Regions from separate parts of the Mus musculus genome. Here regions 1, 2 and 4 are each linked to region 3. Evidence: chromatin contacts called from public HiChIP or PLAC-seq and promoter capture Hi-C data. All regions are on one chromosome and are shown on one strand. The core of a region is the stretch at or near the end of the contact, and the rest is flanking DNA. Distances in the headings are between cores, read along the strand shown.

Evidence for each region. Promoter capture Hi-C pulls out the DNA fragments that hold promoters and counts their contacts. HiChIP or PLAC-seq counts read pairs in DNA pulled down with a chosen protein or histone mark.
Region 1: a contact with region 3 is called in an H3K4me3 HiChIP or PLAC-seq map of embryonic stem cells, with 11 read pairs. The contact joins the promoter of Evi5l here to the promoter of Camsap3 in region 3. A contact is called at or near these places in 2 of 39 promoter capture datasets (frontonasal cranial neural crest and hippocampal neurons) and 4 of 115 datasets of contacts at active chromatin or transcription factors (embryonic midbrain, embryonic stem cells and stem cell-derived neural progenitor cells).
Region 2: a contact with region 3 is called in an H3K27ac HiChIP or PLAC-seq map of embryonic stem cells, with 4 times the contacts expected there. The contact joins the promoter of Ccl25 here to the promoter of Camsap3 in region 3. A contact is called at or near these places in 1 of 39 promoter capture datasets (pre-B cells) and 2 of 115 datasets of contacts at active chromatin or transcription factors (both in embryonic stem cells).
Region 4: a contact with region 3 is called in a promoter capture Hi-C map of hippocampal neurons, with 3 times the contacts expected there. The contact joins the promoter of Cers4 here to the promoter of Camsap3 in region 3. A contact is called at or near these places in 1 of 39 promoter capture datasets (hippocampal neurons) and 1 of 115 datasets of contacts at active chromatin or transcription factors (astrocytes).

What each region holds. Positions count from the first base shown.
Region 1 is chr8:4,165,259-4,167,981 of GRCm38.p6, reverse strand. It overlaps Evi5l (ecotropic viral integration site 5 like), which reads right to left and starts at 1,415. Exons shown (of 20, transcript NM_001346730.2): 1 at 1,219-1,415. All of the region lies in intron 4 of 4932443L11Rik (a long non-coding RNA gene), which reads left to right.
Region 2 is chr8:4,347,974-4,350,963 of GRCm38.p6, reverse strand. Ccl25 (chemokine (C-C motif) ligand 25) reads right to left here and starts at 1,376. Exons shown (of 6, transcript NM_009138.3): 1 at 1,309-1,376; 2 at 1,070-1,192. The coding sequence starts at 1,142.
Region 3 is chr8:3,586,155-3,589,018 of GRCm38.p6, reverse strand. Camsap3 (calmodulin regulated spectrin-associated protein family, member 3) reads right to left here and starts at 1,569. Exons shown (of 17, transcript NM_027171.3): 1 at 1,060-1,569. The coding sequence starts at 1,207.
Region 4 is chr8:4,491,757-4,494,791 of GRCm38.p6, reverse strand. It overlaps Cers4 (ceramide synthase 4), which reads right to left and starts at 1,387. Exons shown (of 11, transcript NM_026058.4): 1 at 1,202-1,387.

The sequences.
Region 1 (2,723 bases), core at 166-2,665, 580 kb before region 3:
GTAGGAAAGAATGTCCTTCCTATTAAAAAGGATAAGAAAGAGAGAGGGGGGGGAGAGATTTGTGGTAGGTAGATCTTAGGCCCTGACACGCCCTGGAGTCCCAACTCAAAGAGAATGGGGTGGAAGGGACAGGCTAGGTGCTGGGGACAGAGCTTGCCACCTCACAATCTTCTGTCTTTTGTCTGAGTTAGGAGGTCTGTTGAGGGTACTGGGCTCAAGAAGGTGTATAGAAGTTCTCATGTGTGTGTGTGTGTGTGTGTGTGTGTGTGTGAGAGAGAGAGAGAGAGAGAGAGAGAGAGATGGGGGGGGGAGAGCACTCATGGGCCTGGGTCTGGGTTGGGCCCTTAGGTTCCTGTATATTTAGGGGTATCTAAATGACCCCACTCTGTATCAGAAAGATGGATGGGGAGGGTGTGTCTATGGGGGATGGGATTCAGCACTATCTTTTGGTCTTTTGGGAAGTCCTGAGTGTTCATTTCTTCAGGAAGATGCCATCTAGATGGCTCAAGATCAGCAACAGTGTATAGTCTTCTCAGAAGACTAGAAGTGATGTTTTTTTTGTTTTTGTTTTTATTGGAGCCCTTGAGCAGGAGGGGTGCCAAGTGAGCAGGCTGAGCTGATGTCTCTGGATTCAGTTGGGAATCTTTCCGTTTAAGAGGTGAGGCATGGGTTTCTGTGGAGTCAGAAAGAAAGAGTATAGGGCTCTGATCTTGGTCTCCTTGGAGAGGATGAGGGTGTAGGCCAGACACAGAAGACAGGAAGCCAAGTGGGAGGTTTAGGGGGATGTAAAGGCAAGAGATGTGCAGATGGGAGGGGTCCTGGGACTCGGGGTGGTGGTGGTGGTGGTTGTGGATTGGAAAGGAGACGCTCATGGTGTGTGTGTGTGGGGGGGGGCAGGTCTGCAGACTGGGGGATGGGGAAGCCCTGGACAGATTCTAACAGAGGAGTCTTGGGAAAGATGTACAGAGGTCCTGAGCCTGTGGGGGACGTCGCGAAGAGACACTGGGTCTTAGGAGCCCTGGGAGGGATCCTGAGGGGATCGGGAAGGAGGGTGGGCGGAGGCCGGAGTTCCAGGGTCCGGGACTGGGAATGCCAAGGCTCCCAGCGTGGATTCTGGAGGCGAGGCGACCCCAGGTCACGCTCCTGGTTTGGCTTCCCCGCGGGGCCCCGCAGCACTGACGCCCCCAAGGAGAAGAGGCCCGGTTCGGGCCGCCCTACCTGCGCCGAGAGCGCCTCCATCGCCGCGCCGAGCCTCGCTGTCCCTGCGCTGTGTCGTCCGATGCCCCGACCCACGGTCACGTCTGCTCGAGGGTCCCGCAAACCCCGCGGCCCGGCCCCTTTCAATCAGCCACCCCCGGGGACCGCGGCCGTCGCTGGCTCCGCCACTGCCATTTCACCCGCTGACAGGAGCCGCTGCCCCGCCCCCCGCCCCCCAGCCCAGTCAACCAATTCACCGCCCCCTTAGGCCTTTGGCTCCGCCCACTGTAGAAGAATGACATAAGACCTGACCAATCCATAGCCACCCCGTGAGGCGGACCCTGGCTACGGTTCTCTGAGGAGAGGAGCGAATTGAAATGAGAGAATCTGTGATGGACATCTAATTTTACCTATCAAAATAAGTAATAATATTGATCGACACCTAAACTACTAATAGTGATGGGCGAGAGGTGTGCCTCGGAAGGAAAGCTGAGGCCTTGAGCAACCCTTAGCTGAAAGCACTAAGCCCCGCCCAGAGCTGGAATTCTACCCAATCATGAGAGGTTCTGAGCCGTCCATTACTATCTGCTCTTCAAACCTCGTCCCTGGTAACTGTTGAGATGGGAGGGGTGTGCTGTGAAAGAGATCCTGACTTCTAAGCAGTCAGCGACACTGATGGAAGGCGGGCTCTTGTATTTGACCAATGGAGTCGTGAGACTGGGAATGAGGTTGGCGTCCTGGGCGGTAGGACTTAAGGCCATGGGCTGAATGAAATGGAGGAGTTAATGAGGAGGCGTGTCTCGGTGCAAGGATAGGCGGGACCAGACAAGGGCCGGGCTCCTGGCTTGGGTTTTAGATCGGGCGTATGCAGAAGGCCTCTCTTCAGAGCCAGCATCTCTGTGGTGGCCGGGTGGTTAGGTCAGGTCCTACCCTTGCTGGGTGAATCTGGCATCAAAACGCCGATTGCATCCTTCATTTGCCCCAACCATTATCTCTCCTGGGACGGGGCGGGGCGGGGCGGGGATGGGGTATAGAGCGGCGGAGGGGGTGTCAGGTCTCCTTTGGGTCCAGAGCCGCACACGTGAGAGCTGCTTTAAAGGCTTGAAGAATGAATGAATGAATGGGACCTTGGTTCTTTTGCCGACTCCCCCTTGTCCTCGTTTTTTTCCTCCTCCCCTTTCTCCTTCCACTTTGTTTTTATTTTTTTTTTATTTTAATTTTTGAGACAGAGTCTATTGTAGTCTTAGGATGACCTCAAAATTTTCTGTGTAGCAGAGGGTGACTTTGAACTCCAGATCCTCCCACTTTTCACCTTCCACTCACCACCTTGGCCAGATCCTAGATTCTTTTAATAAGTAAGTGAGGGCAGAGAGCATGTATGACCCATCATTGACAGCTACAAGACTTGAGAAGAGGATGACTCCAGGGTGTGGGTTATGGGCCTTGGACAGGGTGGGGCAAGGAAGGATGTGTCATAGAAGGAAAGCTGAGATCATAGGTTCAGCAGGGGGAGTGGTTCCCCTCTG
Region 2 (2,990 bases), core at 127-2,626, 760 kb before region 3:
CAAGACAGTGGGTTCCTCGATCTGAGGACAAGTAGAGCCTAGTAGAGGTTCAGGGACAGAGTTCATCCTCCTTGCCATTGCTCCACCTTGGCTCTTGAGGACAAGGGGCAGTGGTGTCAGATAAGAAATGGGACTTCAGGGATCCCTGACAGGTGTTTTCCAACACTGGGGGCCATTTTTCTCCCAGGATCAAAGGGCAGAGGTTGGGAGTGGCCCAGATAGCAGAATGGGAAAAAAAAAAAAGCCAAGCTTGGCTTTCTATGGGTACGGTGGAAGCTTGAAGGTGCACGACCTGTCTGTAGAAGAGCAGGCAAGGCAAAAGCAGGGATCCTGGTCCTCAACCTGGCCTGGGATTTTGCCTTGACACCTGCTGGGACTTCACAGTTTTTTCTGAGATGAAGCACCCAGTGACAGGACTCTTGGGGGATGCTTCATGCCCCTGAGAACTGGCCTTGGGTAACTGAATCCTCCAGTACCTGCTTTCCAGGAGGCCAAGAAAGAAGACAAAGATGGTTCCCTGACCACAGGGCTGGGAATCCTGTTGCAGCTGAGAGTATTTTGCAGTTCATTGGATCCTTAAATTTTCATTCCTGCTTAGCAGATGGGGACACTGAGTCCCACACAGAATAATCTTAGCCCCTTGCCTAGATTACACAGGGAGGAAAGGCAGGGAATGCAGTCTGGAGAGTCTTCAGGGTTCTGAGCTTAACTTCACATCCCCTAACTAGGCAGAAGAAGGGCATCAAAATGCATTTCTGGCTAAGTGAATTTCTCCTCAATTGGAATCCACCCTCAGGTTCCTGCAGCCCCTAAACCTCTTGAGTCTTGCAAAGGAAGCACTTCAGAATGAAAGTGAGGGATCTGGGAGTAAGTAGCTGGGGACACTTCATCTCTACCCATCTACCTCCAGTAGTACCAGGAATTCTTGTTATGCCCAACCTCCCAAGAGACACTGAAGAGTTCAAAGGATACAGAATACAGGGAGACTTCAACAAGTGGAGAAGGACAAGTGAGAAGAGAAAGCAATATGCCCAAACCGGGGCAAGGTAGGTATAGCTAAGGACAATACCTTGGGCATGGACAACCGGCATCCAGGCCCCAACAAAACAGGCAACCAGGCAGGCAAAAAGCCACAGTTTCATAGTGAAGGTTAGATCTCCTCTCCAGATACCTGAAGGTTTAAGGGGGCCACCTATAAAAGTGGAAGGAAAGACATCAGTATCTCAAGCCACCCCTGGAACTCTCTGAAAGAGAGGCAGATGGCAAAGGACTTGCTCTAGCCTCTGCTGTAGTCAGAAAAAGACTCACCAATGCCTTTCTGGTCCTGAGAGCTGGTGCCTGCTTGTAGCGTGTATTGCCTATGGGATCAGTGAACTGGCTTCATTCTTTATAGTCAGAGCCCCACCCTGCAGTGACCTGCCCCCTCTCTTCTCTCCCTCCCTCCTCCTGCTCCTCCTCTCTACCAGCTCTGTGAGACTTGGGACTTCTCTCTCCTTCAGATAGACCAAGTCCTATTTTACATCTGTCTCTGCAGGTTACCTGCCCCATGAACCTTGAGGCACTTTATGCAGCCAGGCCTCTCAATCAGTATCCCCTCCCAATACCTTATTATGTGAGGTCCAATACTGTCCGCAGCCCTCTCCCTTACAAGCTTTTTATTCCATCTCCTCACGGATCTTTTTATAGTTAGCTGCGTTTAAAAGTTTTATTATTTCTAATTTTTATTATTATTTTGTACATGAGAACAGGGCACACATAAATCATGGCGTATCTGTGGGGTCAGAGGACAACAATCTATTCTTTCCTTCCACCTTGTGGGTCTTGGGGATGAAACAAAGGTCATCTGATTTGGTGGCAGGTGCCTTTACTCACTGAGCCACGGAGCCATCTTGCCTTTTCTTGCTCTCTTGCTCTGTCCTGGCCTTAACACGTTTTCCTGAAATTTCATAATTTCTTTCTTTTTCTTTTCCTGTTTGTTTGTTTGTTTGTTTTTGTTGTTTGTTTTTTTTGAGACAGACTTTCTTTGCGTAACAGAGCCCTGGCTGTCCTGGACTCACTTTGTAGACCAGGTTTGTCTTGAACTCACAGAGATCCGACTGCCTCTGCCTCTGCCTCCCAAGTGCTGGACCATAATGTTATTTTTTAGTTGCTGAATAAAATTCCAGTTGCTGGCCCACTTTTAAAATTGTATTTATTTGGGAGGCTGGGGACATGAGAACCATGGTGATCTGGGGGCAACTTTGCAGAGTCAGTGGAGCTTGGAATCAAAGTAAGGTCATCAAGTTTTGCAGCAAACTCCTTCAGCCAGCTCCCGGTCTGGAAAGGTACACTTTCAGTGGGGCAGTGAGTGATACGGAATGAAAGCCATTCTAACAAAACTGTTTGTAACCACAACACTGGAAAGAAAGTAATGTTCTGGTTTGGAATGTGAAGCCAGGATCCAGGTGACAGCGTCTGTTGTCTGCAGGAAGCAAAACAAGATTCATTTTGAAAGCATTTCTTCTTTCCTTTGGTTAACTTGACCCTCTGGGGGATAGGGGCAAAGTGTTTAGGAAGATGGGGCGGGGCTGGACGGGGCGGGGAGGAGGAACGGGGAGGCCTGCCACAAGAACTCACAACTAACCGCTTTTAACTTTTCATCACTCGCATCCGCAGCTAGCGACACGTCCTTTCTCTGGGTATTCCTCACACTCCGAACCTCCTGTTGTATTTAATTCTACTTAGTCGGGGTCTTTTGCCCTCTCCCACCCCCTACCCCACTCCGCGGGGCAGTGGAGGGTGCTGGCCGGCTGCAGGTGAGTGAAGCTTAAGGCCCCCCAGGATGATTAGAGCTTAGAGTTCCACACACCAGAGCAAGTCATAAAGCTTTGGTCTGTGTTTGGAGAATAGCACCAGGGGGCGAGTTTTGAGGAATGGCACCTGAGGATGAATCTTGATGGTGTAGATTTGAGTAGTTTTGGTGGGTAGAACTTTACAGCCAGTTTTCAAAT
Region 3 (2,864 bases), core at 320-2,819:
TCTCCCCCTCTCCTTCTCTCTATCTCTATCTGTTCCTACTGTCTCTATCTTTTTCTGTCTCTGTGCATGTATGTCTCGTTCTTCTACTCCCAGTAAGGCCTAGACCTTAATGAACCTCTGTTTTTCCCAAGGCCAAGCCTGGCCTCCCAGTTCTATCCTGTGGTGGCTGAAGCTGCCCAAAGCCAGGACTTGGAGAGCCTTCCCAGGTCTGATAATCCACCTTCCTCATTTGCCCAGTAGGAATGGCCCTAGTCCTTCAGGCCTGTGGGCATGCGGAAGGGAGGAGAAAAGGGGTGGCTTCAATAAGAGAAGGCCTGGCCGCCCGAGCTGCCACCCTAGAACAGCTGGTGAATGAGCCATTTATGCCTACCTGAATCCTCAGGAAAATGTGGCAATAAGTCACAACTGCCAGCCTTTACGGGGCCATCGAGACGAAAGAGTGGTCCCAGACACACCACACACACACACACACACACACACACACACACACACACACACGCTGGCCACCGGCAAGGCAGGGTTTGTGTCCCAGTCACTGAGCTGTAGCTCTGATCTCTTAAAACGCTCCTTGCGGGGTCCAAGCCACCGCGTACACGTTGTGAGGGTAGATAGGGAAGGTGGGGGTAGGAGGAACCATCACAGGCTTCTGATGTGTGTGAAAGGGGAGTTGGCCATGCAGTTAGGCCCTGGGGTCTGAGGAGTGGGGTGGGAGGCGGGAAGCAGAGGACTACCAGGAGACCCTTCCCCCACCACACACAAAATTGGTCTGCAGACCCCACCCCTGCTCACCTGGGGGCTCTGATCCCGGGGTCCCAAGGCGCACAGCCTCTTGGCGGGCCCCACCCCCGACTGCGTTCCAGCGACCCGGGCGGGCAAAGTCCAAGGGCCCCGTCCGAGCAGGAAGCTTGGAGGCCCAGCTTAGCAAAGACCAAAAGCTCGGGGACCCTAGGCAGCCCCGAAGCTATTGTTCCCACGGCCCCGGCTTGGCGCCCCGCCCCCCGCACCTGCCGCGCCCCAGCCTGGCTCCCCCGGTCCCCTCCCCAAAGGCCCTCGGGTTACCTGCTCCCCCGAATGCGGCCCGCAGCACCCACGCCAGACTCGCCGCCGCCTTGGCTCGAGAGAAATCGTACTGGTCCAAAGACTTGATCTCGGGGACCAGGAAAGTCCTCCGCAGTGGCCCGGACCCTGCGGGCGCCGCTTCCACCATGGCGACGCCGGGGTTACGGCCGCCCGGGTCCGCGCGCTCTGATGGGCTGGGCTGCGTGCGCTGCGCTGCGCTGCGCTGCTGCCGAGCCTCCGCCACCCCGAATCGGGTTGCCGCCGCGGCTGCTGCTGTTACTAATAAAGCTGCTGAGGCGCCGCTGAACCAGGTGCGGTCGAGCGCGCTGGCGACGCGGCGTCGACCCCGCCCCAAGGCGGAACCCAGGTGCGCCCCGCCCCCAGATTGGACTCAGTTCTCTCTGGCTCCTGGGTCCACATGGGTCCCCACTGACATTAAAGCTTCCATAGGTCCTCCTGCTGCAAAGGGCGGCAGTGATGGCGGATGAGGGAAGGGCTGCAGAAGAACGCATGTCCCTGTATGCGTTCTCGTGTGTGTGTGTGTGTGTGTGTGTGTGTGTGTGTGTGTGTGTGCGCGCGCGCGCGTGTGTTCCTGCTCACTCCCGGACCCTGGAGAGGCTTAGGGACCCTTTGTCATGGATGTCCATGTAGGCTTTTGATCCCACACATATGCAGGTGGAGTTCACATATGCATATGGAGTTTGTGGCTATTACTATACAGTAAGTTCTAGGCCAACCAGGGCTACACAGCAAGACTCTGTCCTAGTTTAAAAAGAAAATGAATGTGTTTGTATCCACTTGCTTGAGAGTACCTGTGAACATCTCTGTCTATAGGTATCTAGATTTGTGATGTCATCTGTTTGTGAAGGTGACTGTTTCAAACCTGTTGTGGTACAATGGTTTGTATTAAGTGGCTAGGGTTGTGCCCTAGTTGACAGAGTCCTTATCTGGTATGTACAAAACCTTCTCCTCCATCCCAAGCACCAAATAAGCTAGGGATGGTGGTAGGTACATGCCTAGAATCATGGCACTTGGGAAGTGGGAAGAAGAGAATTTTTGTAAGTTCAAGGTGATCCTGGGATACATGAGATAAATAAGTAAAATCAAAGAATTGTGTTGTACAACCTTCTGTGTTCTAAGATTGGAAATGAAGGAAGAGAAAGAGCGGGGGGAGAAAGAATGATGTGAGTCTAAACACATCTATCATATAAGGGTGTAATTGTTGACTCTGTCAGGGCAGGAAGATGGCAGAGATACCAAGTGGGTGTATTTAGGCAGGAGAAAAGCTGTGTATGTGAGATTAGCTCTGTAGGGTTACTAGGTGGATTGCAAATGTCCTGATGTGTACCTTTGATATCTGCAGTATTTGTTGAAGAAAGCCTCTGACTAGATGTAGGTAAGGGTCTGAGAGGATCTGTGTGTTTGCGGGTGTGGTTGTGTGCATGGGGCTTTCTGTGTGTGACTAATGATGTGTAGGTGCATACTTTTTTTTTTTTTTTTTGGTATAAACAGTCTTTTGTGTGTGTGTGTGTTTTCAGGTTCAGCATTCCCAGCTCCATAATACAAATCTATTTATCTACAGAACTGGGTTGGAACACTCACTGTTTGGGGGCCTGTGTTACAGGTGGCTTGAGTGAGGTGAGGCAGAACCTAAGGGACTCCCCTCTGTTGACTAGATGGATCTTAGAAAAAGGCTGGCAGCTATGATTTTATTTTTTTTATTATTTATTTATTTATTTTGGTTTTTCCAGACAGGGTTTCCCTGTGTAACCCTGACTGTCCTGGAATTGACTCTGTAGATCAGG
Region 4 (3,035 bases), core at 138-2,637, 910 kb before region 3:
ATCTCTGGCCTCCACACACACATAGATGCACACACACATGCATACACACATTGACACCACAAGTTAGTGTACACACACACACACGTACACACACACACACACACACACACACACACACACACACGAAGGAAGGAAGGAAGCAACCAAAGTGCTGCAGCGGCAAAGTGCTTGTCTAGCATGAGGCCCTAGATTCAACCTAGCCCTTCCCCCAAATAAAATAAGGCCCCTTCCAAATTCTCAGAAGACCACCTCGGAAAGCTTCACACAGACCTTCCTCACATCTCACTTCCAAACAAGCATGAAACACAATTCTTGGGGGGAAACACAGAATTTCTAACTTACCTCTTATCACTTCACGCACCTTCCATCAGGGGTCCAGCCAGACGTCCAGGTTGCCCTGGTGTCTTTTCAACTTTCCCAGCATAGGGCAGGGTCTTCCTCTCAAGACACAATCAGATGGCTGTTGCTTGCTGCCTTAAACATCCCTTGTACACACAGCCCGGAGGATGGAGCTGTGGGCTCCTCATTGTCTTCCAAGCCCTGGTCAACCACTCCCTACCTCCTTTCTTCCCTGTATACACTCCAGCCTCTTTTCTGGTCTGCAAATACACCAGCCTGGCCATTTCCCTAGGATTTTGTGGCCTGGGCCCAGAAAGCTCTCCATAGCAGGTGCCCTCATGACAGGCTGCCCCTTTCCCTCAGACACCATAGGCTTCCTCACAACACTTCAACCTCCTTCCTCCAGGATTTGGATAGTGCTCTACACACTCCCTTGTTTCCCAGAGGCTGGGTCTACGTGGTTCCCGAATCTCTGTGTCTGCGGCCTTCGGCCTTCGCCTGTCGGGTCGGTAGCACCCAGCAGGCGCTCCGTACAAATTCTCTAGTGACAGACATTCCTGTGGCGCAGTGCCTGTTCACATGTCCGGATTCCCCACGTCACGACAACCCCCATTCTCTCCCGCGCGTTTTCTATTCATGTCCACCACCTGCACCTGCTCCATGGGGGCACCACAGCTCTCAGATCAGAATGCAACCTGATCCCCGACCAGATGGGAAACTCTGAGAAATACCTTGTCGGAGAAATGATGGGAAACTAAATGACTGTTTTGGCTCCGAGCCGGACTGCTCTTAGCCCTGGAGGAGAGGAATGTTTCGAGGGTATCTACTAGGGCGGCGCCCCCAGAGAGGGGTGATTGCTTACCTGGAGGTTCAGAAAGCAAGATGCAGGCCGAGGCGGTGCGGAGATCAGCTAATCCGAAGATGCCTTAGACAAGCCGCAGACCGCTCTGGGCCGAGAAACTCCTCGCTACAGAGCCTCCACCCGCGAGGGAGGAAATAGGACCGGAGGGGGCCTCCGGGAGGAGTTTGATGGGGCCTTGGGCGTGGTCTGAGCAGGGGAAAAGGGCGTGGCTTCAGTGCGGTCGGGCCCAGTGGGCCAAAGAACCGCTTGGTCCAAAACCCTGAGTCCTAAACTGCCCAACCGGCGGCCTGGCCTCGCCCCCACGCCACCAGGCCCCTCCCTAGACCCCCACCTTATAGTCGTTTGTCTCCTCCAGACCCCGCCCTGAGCCCCTAATCCTGCACCTTGGGACCCTCCCTCCAGCCTCGCCCTAGACTATTACCAGCTCCTTCAGTTTCCAGGCCCCGCCCACAGCCCCCTACCCGCCGCCGCCACCAGGACCCGCCCCCAACTCCACTCAACCTCTGGTCTGCTACTCCTCACCCCAATCCCTGCTTTCAGCCTCTTCCTCTAACTGGCAAGGCCTGGTCCCCAGCCCAGTCCAGCCTTATCAGGCCCCGCCCCGACCGGAGGCTGTTGTGGGCACCTGGCCTTTCTCCAGCCATGCTGTAGGTTTCTGCAGAGCATATCTCTGACGTTTTAACCCAGCAGCGTCTACTAGGCACTCTCTCTGGATCTTGTTTTCCAGTTCTAGGTCTCTTCTTTGTGATGCTCTGGCTTGTCTTTCTGCCTGCACTCTGTTTCTCAGATGCACTGCTAGGCTCTGCAAAGGAAGCTTGGATCGTTCTGCAGGCCTCAGCACCCCAGGGCATCAGTACTTGGAGTCGGTCAGACCAACCTAGAGGATTGCTGGGCCTGGGCCCACCAAGAAGCTGTCCACAGGATTGAAAAGGAGAAGGGAGATTACATTAATATGTCGGCTATGGTTTTGTGAGGTGCAAAGATCAGGCAAGATCTGAGAGATTAAGCTGAGATACAAGTCAGAGTGGGTGATAGCTGTTTCCACTGTTTGACCTAGGATAATGCAGGAGGATGTTGGCCTCTCCTTGCCTAGTACAACCAGAGGAAAGACAATTCTAGGGCAAGCAGTTAGAAGAGACTTCTAATAACTTGTCATCTTTGTAAAAGAGAATATAATATAAGGACATCAAGCCTAGCTCAGAAGGTAGACTGCTTGTCTAGTATACAGGTGTCCCTGAGTTTGATAAGCCAAGGGTGATATATAGACCAGATGCCAATGTGAAAGAGGAAAGTCACACAGGGTATTCCCAAGCACTTAGACCATGGGAGCCACTTATCTTGATAGTGACATGGAAATACAAGCCAGAGGTCCACAGAGAAGTGGAGGATTTGAGTGTACAAGGGTCATGGAGAAATGTTCAGTGGAAGTTACAACCAAAGTTGGATGGCTGAAGAAGAGTGGGGTGTCAGCTTTTTACTTGCATGCCTAGGCCTGCTCCACAGTCTGGAAGTAGTTGGGTGTCCTTGGAAGAAGCTACTTCTGGCTCTCTGAAGCCGAGTAAATTAACAGATTACAAGAAACCTCAGCTGACAAGGCAAGTCAGCAAGTAAAACTGTCTGTCACCAAGCCTGACAACCTGAGTTCAATAGCCAGGACATGGGAGTAGAAGAGAAGCAACTCCCAAAAGCCTTTTGACTTCTGGGTAGAGGTATGACTCATTTTGGACTTGGGTTGCATGAGAGGAGCATTATGGAAGATAGAGGAGTTTGTCGTTCTGGAAAGCATGACCCAGGGGTGGTCAATAGAAGGAAGATGGTATACCCAAAAGATTTA